Linked DNA regions of Ovis aries: region 2 is linked to region 1. The links are chromatin contacts, called in public Hi-C maps. All regions are on one chromosome and are shown on one strand. Each heading gives the region's core, a stretch centred on a gene start, on an enhancer-like site or on the middle of the called end of the contact. The rest is flanking DNA. Distances are from core to core; before and after follow the strand shown.

What was found. A called contact is a pair of places that touch in the nucleus more often than the background predicts.
Region 2: a contact with region 1 is called in a Hi-C map of tail adipose tissue, with 4 times the contacts expected there. The contact joins the promoter of DRC7 here to the enhancer-like site in region 1. A contact is called at or near these places in 12 of 16 Hi-C or Micro-C datasets (blood, hypothalamus, liver and 6 more).

Annotation. Positions count from the first base shown.
Region 1 is chr14:25,145,018-25,152,526 of ARS-UI_Ramb_v3.0, reverse strand. It overlaps ADGRG5 (adhesion G protein-coupled receptor G5), which reads right to left. Exons shown (of 12, transcript XM_060397976.1): 11 at 7,363-7,509; 12 at 5,233-6,987. The coding sequence ends at 6,887. It also overlaps the pseudogene LOC101120687. Among named protein-coding and RNA genes, the nearest start is that of ADGRG5, 29 kb to the right of the region's middle. Within about 2 kb of position 2,561, at least 4 of the 54 cell types and tissues checked have an H3K27ac peak or open chromatin away from gene starts, as enhancers often do.
Region 2 is chr14:25,267,255-25,274,763 of ARS-UI_Ramb_v3.0, reverse strand. It overlaps DRC7 (dynein regulatory complex subunit 7), which reads right to left and starts at 4,489. Exons shown (of 15, transcript XM_060397978.1): 1 at 4,463-4,489; 2 at 1,117-1,348; 3 at 358-532. The coding sequence starts at 4,484. LOC121816487 (a long non-coding RNA gene) reads left to right here. Exons shown (of 2, transcript XR_006056109.2): 2 at 2,785-3,141.

The DNA.
Region 1 (7,509 bases), core at 1,312-3,811:
GGTATAAAGAAGTGAGTAAATGGAAATCTCAAAGTTTATTAGAGAAAATGCATTACGTGACCCTAGGCTACCATTACTTTAATGACCTGACTTCGACCTGACTTTCCTTTCAGAGCATGTGGCTGCTGATTATGTATTTCAGGGTTTGTAAGCTGAAGCCATGGCATGTTATCTGGCCAGAGCTTTTTCAGTTTTTTGGAAATGCCTGTCCATGGGTTTTGCTCATTTTTCTCCTAAGTTGTTTATCTTTTCTTACTGATTCATAGGGGATCTTGATACCAACTCTGTGCTTACATCTTTTCCCAAATATGGCTTGTCTTTTTACTTCCTTTAAGGTGTATTTTGGGAAATAGAATTTTTTATTGGAGTATAGTTGAATTAAAATGTTGTGCTAATTTCTGCTGTACAGTAAAGTGATCAGTTGTACATATACATACATGAGCGTGCTTAGCTACTTCAGCCATGCCCGACTCTTTGAGACCCCCTGGACTGTAGCCCACCAGGCTCCTCTGTCCATAGGGGTTCTCCAGGCAAGAATGCTGCCATGCCCTCCTCCAGGGGATCTTCCCGACCCAGGGATCGAACCCAGGTTTCTTGTGGCTCCTGCACTGGCAGGTGGATGCTTTAGCACTATCTGGGAAGCCCACGTAACATATAGCCACTCCTTTTTTTAGATTCTTTCCCCATATAGGTCATTACAGAATATTGAGGGGAGTTCCCTGTGCTTTACAGTAGATTCTTCTCAGTTCTCTTGAATCTATGTAGTAGCGTGTGTATGTCAATCCGGTCTCCCATTTATCCCTCCCCTGCCTTTCCCCCTGGTAACCATGTTTGTTTTCTACATCACAGATATAGAAAAGAAGCCCCATGGCTTCTGTCTCAAACACAAATTAGCATGTGGTCAATTGTATCTGGCTTTTCATCATGGTTAACACTTTTTTGATGTTTTCTTTAAAGATTCTTGCCCCATCTTGAAGTCAGAAAGATGTTAATCTATATTTTCTTCAAATAGTATTAAAGGTGTGCTTTTGACATGTAAACCCTTAATTCATCTAGAGCTGATTCTTGTTTTTTGGGGTTTTGTTTTTATTTTTGGTTTTGGGTGGGTTTTTTTTTGTTTGTTTTGTTTTGTTTTCCAGATTTTTGGCCATTCGGCAAGGCATGTGGGATCTTAGTTCCCCAACCAGAGATTGAACCTGCGCCCCCTGCAGTGGAACCCCGAGTTTTAACCACTGGACCACCAGGGAAGTCCCTAGAGCTGATTCTTGAGTCCAGTGTCAGGCTGAGATCTGAGAGGACTTCCCCACACGTGTCACCCGCTCCGCATGGTCCCCCGCTTCCCTGGTCTGCCAGCTTCCACTGTCAGACACCAGAGTCCCACATATGCCTTCTCTTGCTTCCAGGCTCTCCTTTCCATGCCTTTGGTCAATTTGTTTATCCCAGTGACAAATTTCCAAACACATGGGGATTTTTAAATTACATTTTTGTTATTACTAGCTCCACTTCATCGAGTTCAAAGAATGTGGTCTAATAGCAATTCTTTGCAGTTTTTTTTGAAGCTTGCTTTCTAATCTAGTCGACTGTCAGGTTTTAAAGATAGCCCTTAAGGGCTTAAGGAGAATCTGATCACGGGAGACAAAATTCAATTAATGTCCGTTACATCAAATCTGTTTCTTATGTCATTCCGATCTTCTGTGTCTTGGCTAGTTTGTTCAGCTTTGCCATCCGTAATTAAGAGAAGCATCTGAGGAACCTCCCTGATGGTCCAGCGGCTAAAACTCCGTGTTCCCTGGTTAGGTAATTAGATCCCACGTGCTCCAACTAAGATCCAGCAAAGCCAAATAAAATAATATATTTTTTTGAATAAAAGAGAGAAGCATTTGAAACATTCCACGTTGCTGGAGGATTTGTCAGCTTCTCCCTAGTCTATCAATTCTTAAAAGTCAGATTGGTCAAAGTAAACTGGCAGATGATAACATTTACTTTTTAAATGATATGGATATCCACAACTACTATCATGAGGGAAGGGCAAAGGCTGTGGAGCCAAAAGAAGCCATCCTAGCTTTTGAGGTAGGAGATAGATAGGGCCCCTGGGCTGGACAGCTGGTGTTTGTCAAGTGGAGTAAAACTGAAGCTTTGTTCTCACCCAGGTACTCCAAGGGCAAAGCTAGTTGCAAAAGCTGAGCTCTGCTAAAGTGAAGAGATAAGGTGCCTGCTCCTGAGGTCAGAAACACTTTCCTATCTGCACACGTGCATGTGTGTAATGTCCAGGAAGGACATTGGGGAGCAGGAAGGAGCAGGAAGTCTCCCTGGGGGTCAAAAAGGAAGGGGGCACCCTCCATAAGAAGCATGGAATGCCCCCACAGGCCTCTGCTGTAGGATCCATCTTAGCAAACAGTTGCACAGGCATCTTGGGGAGGGTGCTAGGACCAGTCAGGTATAAAGAAAAAAATGAAACAACTGGCCAAATGTAAACAAAGACCCGGAAGGACTGTCCTGTAGAAGTGATCTGAATCGCCTCTTTACCACGCCCCTCATTCAGGACGCCAGCACTCCAGGCGTGTGTCTCTGCCTTGCTTCTGTCTTAAATAAACAAACTGCTTCTGTTTGCACTCCCACACCTTATGCTGTGTCTCTAATAATAAACTTTGTACCTGTTTTTACAGTTTTTGTCTTCTTGAAACATTCTTGCTTTCAAATGGGAAGAAAGAGCCAGGGTCACTTTGCATCTCACCTCCACCCCTGGGAACTAGGATTCCTGGTTTTCATCCAGGCTTACCCAGGTTCGATTCCTGGGCAGAGAACTAAGATCTCTCTTCAGGACTGCTCACTGCTATCTCTCCAAAATCAGCTTTACCGGTCAAGGGCAGCTTCCTGGTCCAGACAGAGAAATCAGGAGAGGCTGCCAGACTGAGACCATTAGGGTGTGTAGTCATATTTCTGCAAATGAAGGACCTGAGGGACAGTGTTCCGGGAAGCTTGTACAAGGCCTGAAGGTGAGAAAGACCTGTTCAGAGAATGTGAAGTAGTTGAGTATGGCAACAAGGAGGACAAGGAAGGAATGGTGGGAGACGTGAGCACAGGTAGGACCCCCAGGGCCTTTCGAGCTCCAGTGGGAAGTTTGACTATGAGGAGGGGGAGGGTATGGAAGGGTGTCAGCAGAGAAAAACATGTCAGCTTACAGGATGAAAAAATTCCCTCTGGCGTCTGAGTAAAGCTCAGACTGGGAGTGGGAAGCTAGGGAGGGCTGTGGAGAGGAGGATGGAGGCCGGGTCTGGACCACGGTCGATGGGAGGAGCACCAGAAGGCAGAGCCCTCGAGCATCCTGGTGGCAGCCTTGACTGGCAAGGGGAGCCCGGGAAGAGAAGCCCTGAGTGGGGCTCAGGACTCAGAGGGTTCCCCAGTTGGCACACGGTGGTTAGATTGAAGGGTAAAGACTGCACGCCCCAGGCCCCCGAGCCAGTGCTCCTTCCTAAGTAGCATAAACTAAGCCTGTGCGCCGCCACTGCTGAGCCCCGGCGCTACAACTACTGAAGCCCAAGAGCTCTAGAGCCCGTGCCCCGCAGCAAAAGTCACCAGTGAGAAGCCCGTGCACAGCTGGCCCTAGTGCTCTGCAACGAGTGTGCACAGTAACGAGACCCAGAGCGGCCAAAAATTATGCTCAAAAAGAGCATGTGGCCAGGCTTAGCCAAAGAACTAAAGGAAAAATAGGCCGATGGAGATCTATAGGATGAAATTTGAATTTCAGATAAACAGTGAACTTTTTTTGTATCTGTCCCCCAAATCAAGCATCTTGTGCTTTATTGGGCAACCCTCATTCAACACTCCTCCCCCCGTACACACACTATGCCTTTCTGAAAAAACAGCAGCAAAGCAACACAGAAATTGCTAGTCTGCGGCCCTTCTGGCATCGACTTGTCATCCCTCACCAGGTGCCTCCTTGGAGTCTCTGGCCCTGAGCAGCGGCCCTGCCCAGACACGACCCCCGCCATCTTCCTGCTAAGTCTGGAAGCCCCTGAGCGCTGCGCCCGATGTGGAGTCCGGGCAAGGCCAGGACCCTGCTGGGAGTGAGAGGAGGACACGAAGGCCCTGCAAGGGCTCCCTCATCCCTGCCCCCACACCCAGCTGGGGCATTTCTGGGAAGCGGTCCCTGCCCAGAGCATGAACCCCAACCGGGCTCAGGCCACATGCCTGGGGCTGTCTCCTAGATTTACTAGCCCCATTCCGTGTCACTGTGGCCAAATCCTCCGTTGGCAGCCCAGGCTTGGTAGGATCTAACAGGCCAGGTCTGCGCTGGGGTGGGGATGGGGGAGGGAACTCCCAGGCAAGGCCCTGCTTTACTGGGCTGCGGAGTCAGCCTGGGACACCGCTCCCTGGAGCTGCCCAAGAGAGGGGCTGAAGATTCCCATGATCCTCGGGACCCTCATTGGAATGGGGACTCATCCCAAGGCCTGGGGAGCCGGGTACAAGCCAGAGCTGGCCAAACCAGGGGAGCTTGGATGGGGGCTCACAGCACCCTGATAGAGGCAGGGGGACACTCTGCCTGGAGTAAGGTGGGAGAGAGACCTTCTCTGTGGGAAAATTGGAGAGATTTCATGGGAGACACGATAACTGAGCCCCTGAGAATATCACTAGATCAGAGAATTGGGGAACAGAGGGGTAGGGTGATCGGTGGCAATGGCCTGGAGGCTGTACCACGTGGAGAATGTTCCTAAAATGACCAAAGGCCAGCAAGGCTGGGGCAGAGGCAGCTCTGGGGAAAGTGGTAAAGCCAAGGGACACAAGATGTGCCCAGAGAGGAGCTGGACCTTAGATGGATCAGCCTCCGAAACTCAGGTGGCACTGCTAACAATAATAACAAATATGAATGATAGCGGTAACCATGCACTGAGCACTTACCCTCTGCTGAGCCTCTTTATAACCAGTCCATTCTAAAGGAGATCAGTCCTGGGTGTTCACTGGAAGGACTGATGCTAAAGCTGAAACTCCAGTACTTTGGCCACCTCATGCGAAGAGTTGACTCACTGGAAAAGACTCTGATGCTGGGAGGGATTGGGGGCAGGAGGAGAAGGGGACGACAGAGGATGAGATGGCTGGATGGCATCACCGACTCGATGGACGTGAGTTTGAGTGAACTCCGGGAGTTGGTGATGGACAGGGAGGTCTGGCGTGCTGCGATTCATGGGGTTGGAAAGAGTCGGACACAACTGAGCGACTGAACTGAACTGAAGCCTCTTTATATGGATTATTTTATTTACCCTCCTAAACAGGTATTACTATTGCCCCTGTCTTACAGAGGGAAAACTCAGGCGCAGACAGGTGGAATGGTTTTCCGTGGTCACACAGCTGTCAAGTGGCAGGGCTGGCATTTGAGCTCCAGCCGTCCAGCTCTGGAATTGAACCATTATTTGTGTAAGAAATGAACAGAGGGCAGAAGGCCCCCCTCGGAGAAAAGGGATCTGGCTCCAGTTCCCGCCCTGTGATGTTCAAAGTCACCAAAATCTGTCTGATGGCCCGGAGCCAGTCACTGAGACCCCGTCCCAGCCCACTGCTCCAGCGCCAGATATGCCCAGAGCACAAGACACCAAGAGCCAGAGCGGGCGGCTGTGTTGGGAAAGAGAAGTGGCTATGTAGGCAGGACTGGCATTCCTCCTGCTGGTCACTCAGCACGCACAGTCCTGGAGGCAGGGCCTCTCCATCAGGTGTGTCATCTCCCCAGACAGGCGACCGCAGCATCTCCATTGGTTTTGGACCCACCGGCTTCTGATGTGGGCCAACATCGCCCCCTGGTGGGATTCCTGGGAAATGCGCTGGCTTCAGGAGTGATCTCCATCAGGACCAGTCAAGGGCAATGGTGATTCTCTGCAACAGTGACAGCTAACATAGCAAATAAGGAGAAAACAAGAATGTGCAGCATGACAAGAGACTTGCATAATTTATACCAATTTATAAATACTGTAGGCGCCTCCCAGCTCCAAGAGTATAGACCAACAAATGTGAGATTTAGAACACACATCCTCACACCTACCAGGGGAAATTCAAACCTGCCCAGTCCTCAAAATGCCTGGCCACTGGAGCTCAGGTGGAGGGGAACGAGGCACTCCCTTCCCACCCCCAGGAAGTCCTATGGCCCCAGTCACTAGTCTAAATGGCCTATAGGGGCCTGGGGAGCACTGGAGGAGGAGCCTCTGGGCAGGACAGGATCTTCTGGTCTTCAGGAAAGGTGGGCGTGGAGTTAGTCCACATAATCTGGGAGCAAACGGAAAAGAAACTTTGGACACAGGCTGATGAGGTCTCAAGCACTAGGTGGGTCTCTAAGCACTGGGCTGGGGACTCCCGGCCTGGGATGACCCTCTCCCCAAGGAAGGAAGCAGAGCCTTTCCAGCTGGTCAAGACCCTGCCCCCAGCTGCCCTAGGCCAGCTGCCCCCACCCTACTATGACCTCTTCCTCCCTGGTCTCATTCAATCTGCATAGAGCTCTGGGACAGGGCAAGACCAGAGTCATCTGTCCCCAGGTCACAGATGTGCAAACCGAGGGTCAGTGAGAAATGACAGGTCCAAGGTCAGATAGTGAGACTCAGAGCCAGGCGCTGAAACATGACCTTTTGACTCCACGACCAGTGCTCTGGTCACAGGCCTGGCCAGCTGGGCCGAGGCACCAGGGGCGAGCTGGCTGCCCCCACGTGGGGCTGACCTGCCTCGGAGCAGAATGCCAGAGGAGGCAGAGCAACATCCTGCCCTCTGGGCCTGGGGAAGCCGCGGAGGTGGAAAAGGCCCTCAAGAGGCGACAGTGGCCTCTGGCCTCCAGCAGCGGGCCTGCCATCTTCTCTTCTGCAGGCAGCCAGAGAGGCTGGGAGCTCCGGGCCAGAAGTCCAGGTCGTCCAGGCTACTGCACCATCTGGGAGGAGGTGAAAACCTCCATCTCTGCCTCGGCCTCTGCCTCTGAGCGGCACCTCTGAGAGCAGAACCACAGGAAGAGGAAGAAACCTGCAAGAAAAGACTGGTCAGCGGGAGCACAGAGCTGCCTGGGGCCTCCCTTCAAACCCAGGCGCCTTCTCGGTCGGAGTGAGCCGGGCCTCCCTGAGGCCCAGGAGTCATGTTCAGAAGCCCTCACTCTAGGAAGTCAAAAGGGATGGAGCGCAGGAGCTGGAGGACCAGCTGCAAGCCCGTAGGTTGCCTTTGTGCAAATTACAAGGTGGTGCCCCCTCTCTGTGGGCTGGCGTAGCCCCAAACCAGCCTGTTTGGGGCCAAACTTCAGCCCCTGACTTGCCCCCTTGACCTGGAGCCCTTCAGCAGTAGACCAGTACCTGCTGTCCACCGCCCAGCCCCCAGGGTTTCCTCCTCGCCGTCCACAGGCCCTACCGTAGAGCGAGTTGAAGATGGTGAAGAGGAAGAGCTGGGGCAGCAGGAAGACACTGAAGGAGAAGAAGGCCAGGGCCCAGGTGGTGCCCAGCAGCACGGTGAGGCCCAGCACGGTGACGGCGTCCCGGCAGGCCCGGGTGCCTGCTG
Region 2 (7,509 bases), core at 3,240-5,739, 120 kb before region 1:
GGGCTGCCGCATTGTAACTTCGCATTCATCTCCTGCCATCCCATCTACAGGTGGGGAAACTGAGGCCCAGTGAGAATCAGGGACGTGCCCTGGGTCCCAGGGTGGGAAGGAGGGAGGCCAGCACTCGGGTCCTGGCCCGTTTTGTCTTATATCTCTGCCTTTCTCTGCACAGGGCTGGCCTCGTGGGCATGGGGGCTCCAAGCCACCACAGGGATGACGCACACTGGGCCTGCTGGGGCCTGTGGCATTTGAGTTTATATGCTGCCCGCCCCCACCCTCGAGGAGAGGGCTGTGCTTGGCCCGCCTCCCTCCCTCTGTGCTCCGGCCCCGGCCCTGCCCTCTACCACCCAGTCTTACAGGCACTTCGCATTCGTTCAGCGGATGCAGGAAGAGGGGCACCCGGTCCGGGCACAGGTGGCTGTACTGGCGGGAGAAGTTGTCAGCCACCTGCAGCAGGTGCTCCTCCTTGAGCGTGTTGCTTTGGTAGGAAAGGGGCAGCTTGGAGGTGTCGATAGTGTCCTTGGTGAAGGTCCTGTGTCCACAAGAGGGTGGTATCAGCCTGCGTGGGGTTGGGCCTGGCACACAGGGAGCCCTCCGTCTACCTTAGTTGCCACTACTAGCTGCTCTACTCCTCATTAACCCTCGTGACTACTTAGGAGGGAAATGCCTTTCTATCAGCTGCTCTTTTTAAATCTGCTCTTAATTGGAGGATAGTCGCTTTACGATGTTGTGTTGATTTCTGCTGCACAACAGCCATAAGGGTACACAGGTCCCCTCCCTCTTGAACCTCCCTCCCCTCTCCATCATCCCACCCCTCTAGGCTGTCACCGAGCACTGGGTTGATCAGCTGCCCATTTAAACAGATGAGGGAAATGATGCAGAGAGGCTGAGCGGCTTGCCCAAGGTCGCACAGTTAGGGAGGGGCAGAGTGGAGACTTGGCCCAGACAGCCTGAAAGCCTGGTCCTCACTCTAACCGCCTCCTTGTGGGTCCCCGTGCTGCCTCCCAGCCCCGGCATCACCATTCGGACCTGCTCTCTCTCTCTGCCCAGCCCTGGTCTGACCCCCGCCAGGGTGGCTGGGCCATAGCCCCCTCCCTCCCCATCCCTGACACTCACAAGATCTTCTCCGGGACAGAGACCTCGATCTCTGACAGCTTCCTCTCCAGGTCTCTGAGCATCTCCTGCGTCATGGTGGTTTCCCCTCTCCGCACCTCCATCGGCCTCTTTGTTTTCTCTCCCCTCTCGGCCCGCTCGGCTGCTTCTTCTCGCTCCGCCGCCTCTTCCTCCTCCACTTTCTCCTTCAGGACCTCCATTCTGGCGTGTCTCTGACTGTCTAGAGAGGAGGTCGCTGCAGGAGGGTTAAATGCACTCAGAATGGCCAGTTTCAGGCCAGAATGGAGTCAATGACACCACCTGTGTCCTTGGGTGGTGCTTTGATGTGCTTTAGAATTTAGGGGTCCCCAGCCTCCAGGATCTAATGTCTGATGATCTGAGGTGGAGCTGATGTCATAATAATAGAAATAAATTACACAATAAATGAATCATCCTGAAACCACTTCCCTCCACCCCTGGTTCATGAAAAAATTGTCTTCCATGAACTGGTCCCTGGTGTCAGAAGGGTTGGGGACTGCTGGTTTAGGGCACAAAGGGAGGAGGCAAGACCCTCTTAAACGTCCTTTCCATCAGAGAGAAAGTCTCCACATGGTGCAAGTACGCCTGTAACACCTTTCTGACATTTGCAGATTTCCCCTTGAGGCAGAGATGTCGCAGGGCACACGTTGAGACTATTGTCAGGGCAGGAGCAGGTAGCTGACACTTATTAACCTTGCTTTGCTTTTTGTATATTTATTCAGCCAGTTACTTTCTCCTTCTGGCTGCTGCTGCTGCTGCTAAGTCGCTTCAGTCGTGTCCAACTCTGTGCGACCCCATAGACAGCAGCCCACCAGGCTCCCCCGTCCCTGGGATTCTCCAGGCAAGAGCACTGGAGTGGGTTGCCATTTCCTTCTCCAATGCATGAAAGTGAAAAGTGAAAGTGAAAGTGAAGTCGTGTCCGATTTCGAGACCCCCATGGACTGCAGCCCACCAGGCTCCTCCGTCTATGGGATTTTCCAGGCAAGAGTGCTGGAGTGGGTTGCCGTTGCCTTCTCCGAGTATTATGAAGTTTCCTATTAAATATATTTATGCTTAGTCCAGTAAGTCTAAATTCAAAGAAACTTATTCATAATTATCTTTTAGACCTCTTAGATATGACACCTATATGCTCAGTCACTAAGTTGCTAACAGGGCTGGTTCCCAGTGCCTCACGAGACTGGGTGGCACCATGGTTGGCAACACTGGAGACAAACAGTTGTTGTTTCCCAAGCCAGGTGTTGAACCTGTGTCTCCTACATCTCCTGCATTAGCAGGCAGATTCTTTACCTCTGGCGCCATTCATAACAGCAAGGAAGAAAAAAAAAGAGGTAACATCACCATACTTGGAACACAGAGAGGGCAAGAATGGGGCTGCCTCTAAGGCACCTGAATAAGGGGCAGGCGTCAGTGACACAGCCTACAGTCTTCTGGCCAAGCCCTTGCGTCATCTCTCAGGATGGAGGACCTTTGTGGGGGCTGGTGGGGGGTGGATGGACACTGAAATGCCATATATGCTCATGCGCCCTAGGGAAGGCCTTGTCTGCAGCCAGAGAGCCCAGCCTCACTACAGTGGACCAAAGATCCTGTCCCCTTATAATTCCCGAAGTGATAACACCAGGCACATCTTTTTCTTTTTTTTTTTTTCTGTTTCAGCAAGGCTGGGTGACCCCCTGGATGACTCCCTGATGGGGAGTCTTTCTGGTCACCAGAAAGACCAAGCCGTGGCTGGAAGCTTGGAATTTCCAGCCCCTCCTCCATTCTCCAGAGACAAGAGAAGAGTAGAAATGGGCTCAATAATTGATCAAGCCTCTGTGAGGAAGCTTCCATAAGACTCTCAACAGTAGGATGTGCAGAGAGCCTCCAGGTTGGAAAGGCAATGTCCTCTTCGGGGACAGAAGCTCCTGCACTCGGGACCTTCACAGACCTCCCCAGACCTCGCATTATGTATCTCTTCACCTGCCTGGCCATCTGTGTCCTCTACTGTGTCCTTTAATAAACTGGTAAATGTAATGAGGTGTTTCCCTGAGTTCTCTGTGCCTCTCTAGCAAATAAATAGAACCCGAGAGAGGGGTCATGGGAACCCCCAATCGGTAGCTGCATTGAACAGAAGTTGTGGGTAACCCGGGACCGACTACTTGCTTGCTATTGGCATCTGGAGTGAGTGGGAAGAGTCTTGTGGGACTGAGTCTTTAACCTGTGGGATCTGATGCCACTCCAAGGAGGTAGTGTCAGAATTGAGTTGAATTGTAGGACACCCAAGTGGTGTCATGGAGCATTTCTTGGGACTTCCCTGGTGGTCGAGTGGTTAAGAATCCTCCTTGCAATGCGGGGGACGTCGGTTTGATCCCTGGTCAGGGAACTAAGATCCCACGTGCAGTGGAGCAACTAAGCCCATTCCTCAAAACTACTGAGCCCACGCGTCACGACTAGGGAGTCCTTGAGCTGCAAAGAAAGATCCCACAGGACGCAATGTAGATCTGTGTGCGATGCAACTAAGAACTGAGGTAGCCAAATACATAAATGAATATTTCAAAGAGGAATTACTCAGTGAGGGGAAAACCCACATATTTGGTACCAGAAGTGTCAGAAGCAAAGGGTTTTTTCTGAGAAGTAAAGGAGACACACAGAAGGTGGAAGACTGAGTTTTTCCATTACGGACCCTATGAGGCAGATACTGTTATGATACCCACTTTTCAGAGGAGAACACTGAGGCCTAGAGAGGTTAAGTGCTTGCCCTAAAGTCACAGAACTAGTAAGGAGCAGAAATATACATGAACCTGTATATTTCTGGCTCTGAAATCCATGCATTTAAGGGCCTAATAAAATGTAAAAATACTAGAAGGAATGGATGGTTTAGTGGAGGGGGAGTGAGTAAGGAAAGACATAGGAGGCGAGGAGGCCAAGGTGTCAGTGGGCAGCCACTGAAATGGGCTCTAAGCCAAGGTCACAGAACACGTCATCAGAGGTGCTGAGCCAGGACTTGCAACGCTTATTCCCTGCATCAGCCTGCCCCGTCAGCTAAAGCACAGTTTGGGGAAGGCAGTCCCGCCTTAAAGTTCCTCCAACTCTGTGCCCAGCAGCGCTCCCCACCCCACAAGCCCTTCCCTGAGTCTTTCTCCCCAGCAACAACCTTCTCTTCACCATCACACACACACACACACACACACACACACACACACACACACACACACACACACTGAAAACTTCCCCAGAAAGTTTGGGGTTGATAGGCCCCAGGCAGAAGAATCCCCCTTACCACCAGAGCCCACGCCCTTGCCCTCCTCCCTGCCAGGTGGGGTTCAGCCACCCCACACCCCAGCTCCCATCTCACCCTTGAGGACAGCCTGTACCATCTGTTAGCCTGTCTCCATGGTAACAGCTTTCCAGGCCGAGGGCAGGTCCTGGGAGAGGAGGCTTCTGGGAAATGTAGTCTTTTGTCACTAACCAGGTCTGGGTCCAGGAGACCCACTGCAGTATGTCCCTCAGCCAGCGGTGGGCTGGAAGCAGCTCATGTGCCAGTTTGCAAGAACTGATGGTTAAAGCTTTAGGAATGTTTGTGAACCCACTGATGAACCCTGTCATTAGTAAAATTTAAATTATAAAAACATACAAGTAAATAGACTATACTAAAAGCAGAGGTAAGAAGTACTCAAAACTCATCACTTCCTAATTATTTTACTGCATTTTATTGTTATCTGAGCTCCAGAGGTTATTTGTCCCTATTGTTATCTATACGATGAAAATATTATGTAAGGGTAAGCTGCTCTGCATCTTTTTCCAGCTCTGTTCAGTGATGTCACATAGGTAGCTTAAAATGGTCCATGAGCTTACTTATACCACAGAGACTGGCAAATGCTGCAGAAAAGGACTTTTTCTCTTCTCACGCGTGCTAAGTCGCTTCAGTCGTGTCTGACTCTTGGCGACCCTGTGGACTGTAGCCTGCTAGGCTCCTCTGCCCATGGGATTCTCCAGGCAAGAATACTAGAGATTTCTCTCATCAAGTGTTGTTAAACATTTACCAGGACAGCACTGCTTCCGCTTGCATGCTCAGTATGGCCTTCATCAAACAGATAGAAAGCAGTGTGTGTCCTGGCATGGCCCGCCTGTCATTGTGGACAGAGTCAGGCTGCCCAAGTCCTGGTTCTAGTCGAGGCTGGACCACTGATTTAGTATAAATCTCATGGCACAGGGAAAACTTACTTGTTAAGTTAGTGGCCCATGAAATTGCTTACTTTAATTTCTTTTAAATTCCAAGGAAAAAATGAATAGACCAATAATGCACATTATGAGTCCACCTGGGATTATATTTGTCTTCGTACCAATGTAGTCACAAAAGATAACTTCTTTTTTTTTTTTTTTTTGAAGGAAAGGGCCCATAAAACTTGTGATGCTGCCTTGTCGGGGTCCGTGGGGTCCAGAGAAATCCTGCAGATGTCTGGACGAGATTGTATAGTTGCTGCTATTGGTGAAAATGTAGGCATCACCTCAATTCTTGATAATAAAGAACAATTTTTTTTCTTCTGGCTGGAACATTATGCAGTCATATAAAATAAAGTGAGAAGGATAAATTAGATGGAGGGAAAATTCCTAAGATGGCATGTGGACTTCAGTCCTGGAGTTCATCCTGGAATTACCTCTCTGGGGAATTCACCTGGGAGGCAGCCAGGAAGGGAAGAGGAAAAGGAAAATGTGATATGCGCCACTGGCGGAATGGAACATAGGTCTCCTTTTTCCTTTTGTCTCGTGCAACACCTAATTTCCTCCACATAGTTGTTTATTCCTCTTTACCCATTCCCAGCCCACATAGGCATCATTCGGACGCTCCCCAACTCCCCACCAAACGAGCATTCTTTTTCATGCTGTCAGCATTTTTAATTGGTGTTAATGATATTGTATTAATATTTTTCTGTTTCTTAGACACTTGCTAAGATCTGTGTTTTTAACATCCACCCACTGGACTTCCTTGGCGGTCCAGTGGCTAAGAGTCTGGGCTCCCAAAACAGGGGGCCTGGGTTTGATCCCTGGTCAGGGAACTAGATCCTGCATGCTCCAACTAAGACCTGTCATAGCCAAATGAACAAAGAAAATAAATAAATATTAAACAAACAAACAAAAGCCGCACCAGAATTTATTAAAAAGAAAAAAGATCCACCCACATTAATTTCCTCTTTACTCTCCCAGCCATGGACACCCCACTTTGCTATCAACTCCCATTATTCACAGATAATGCCACGCATGTCATTGGTGGAGTCCCTTCTAGACCTGCAAGTGTATCTCTGGGCTAAAGAACCAGGAGCAGGACTGCTGGCTCAGCAGCAACACTGCACTTCTTTTTCAGGTGGTGAAACCTACACTCTCTCCACCTCCCACAATGCCTGAGGGAGCCTGGTACTTGCCCCCACCAGCAGCTGATATTCACTCCCTTCCTGATGTTTGCCAGTTTCATAGGGGTACAACAAGATCTTATTGTCATTTGAGCATGTGCCTCTCTGATTACTAAAGATTTAAAATCTGTCTTCATGTGCTAATGTGTTAGCTTCAAGGGTTTCTTCTTCTGAAACTGTCTTTTAAAAACTCAACCCATTTTTCTTTATTGCAGAATTATCTTGTTTGGATTTACAGGACTTCCAGGTGTTAATCCCTGGTTCCAGATGCTGCAAATGCCTCCCTCCATTCTGTCACAGGTCCACTAACCTTGCCAGTAGTGACCTTCATTAAACAGAAAACTTTAATTTTGATGTATCTGAGTCTATCAAGTTTTGGTCTGATGTTTTGCACTTATGAATTTTTGGTTAAAAAGTCCTTTCTTGCACTTAAGTCACAAAAATATTTTCCCCTCTGCGATGACCTAGTTGGGTGGGATGGGGAATGGGAGGGAAACTCGAGAGAGAGGGGATATATGTATACAGCTGATTCACCTTGTTGTACAGCAGAAACTAACGCAACATTGTAGAGCAATTATACTCCAATAAAAAACATTTTCCTATGTTAACTTTGTAATTTTGCCACGCCATTTAGACCTTTACTCTGCTGGAAGTCCATCTCTGTATGAGCAGTTAAGTAGGGATTTTGTTTTATTTTTCCCCTTACGATGAGTTAATTTTCCAACACCATCATCAGATCATTTGTCCCTTCCTCGTGCGTGATGTCACTCTCGTCATACAGTAAGTCCCCGGGTATACATGTGTCTGCCATGGAGCCGTCTGTTCTATTCCACTGGTCTTCATGTCTATCCCTGCATAGACTCCACGTTGAATTTACCACTATGGCCTTGTACACTCTTTATATCTGCAGGTCAGTTCTTCCTTCTATGCCCTCTTTCATTAAGGATGACTTAGCTATTTGACACCTATATGCCTTAATATAAAATTTATTTTA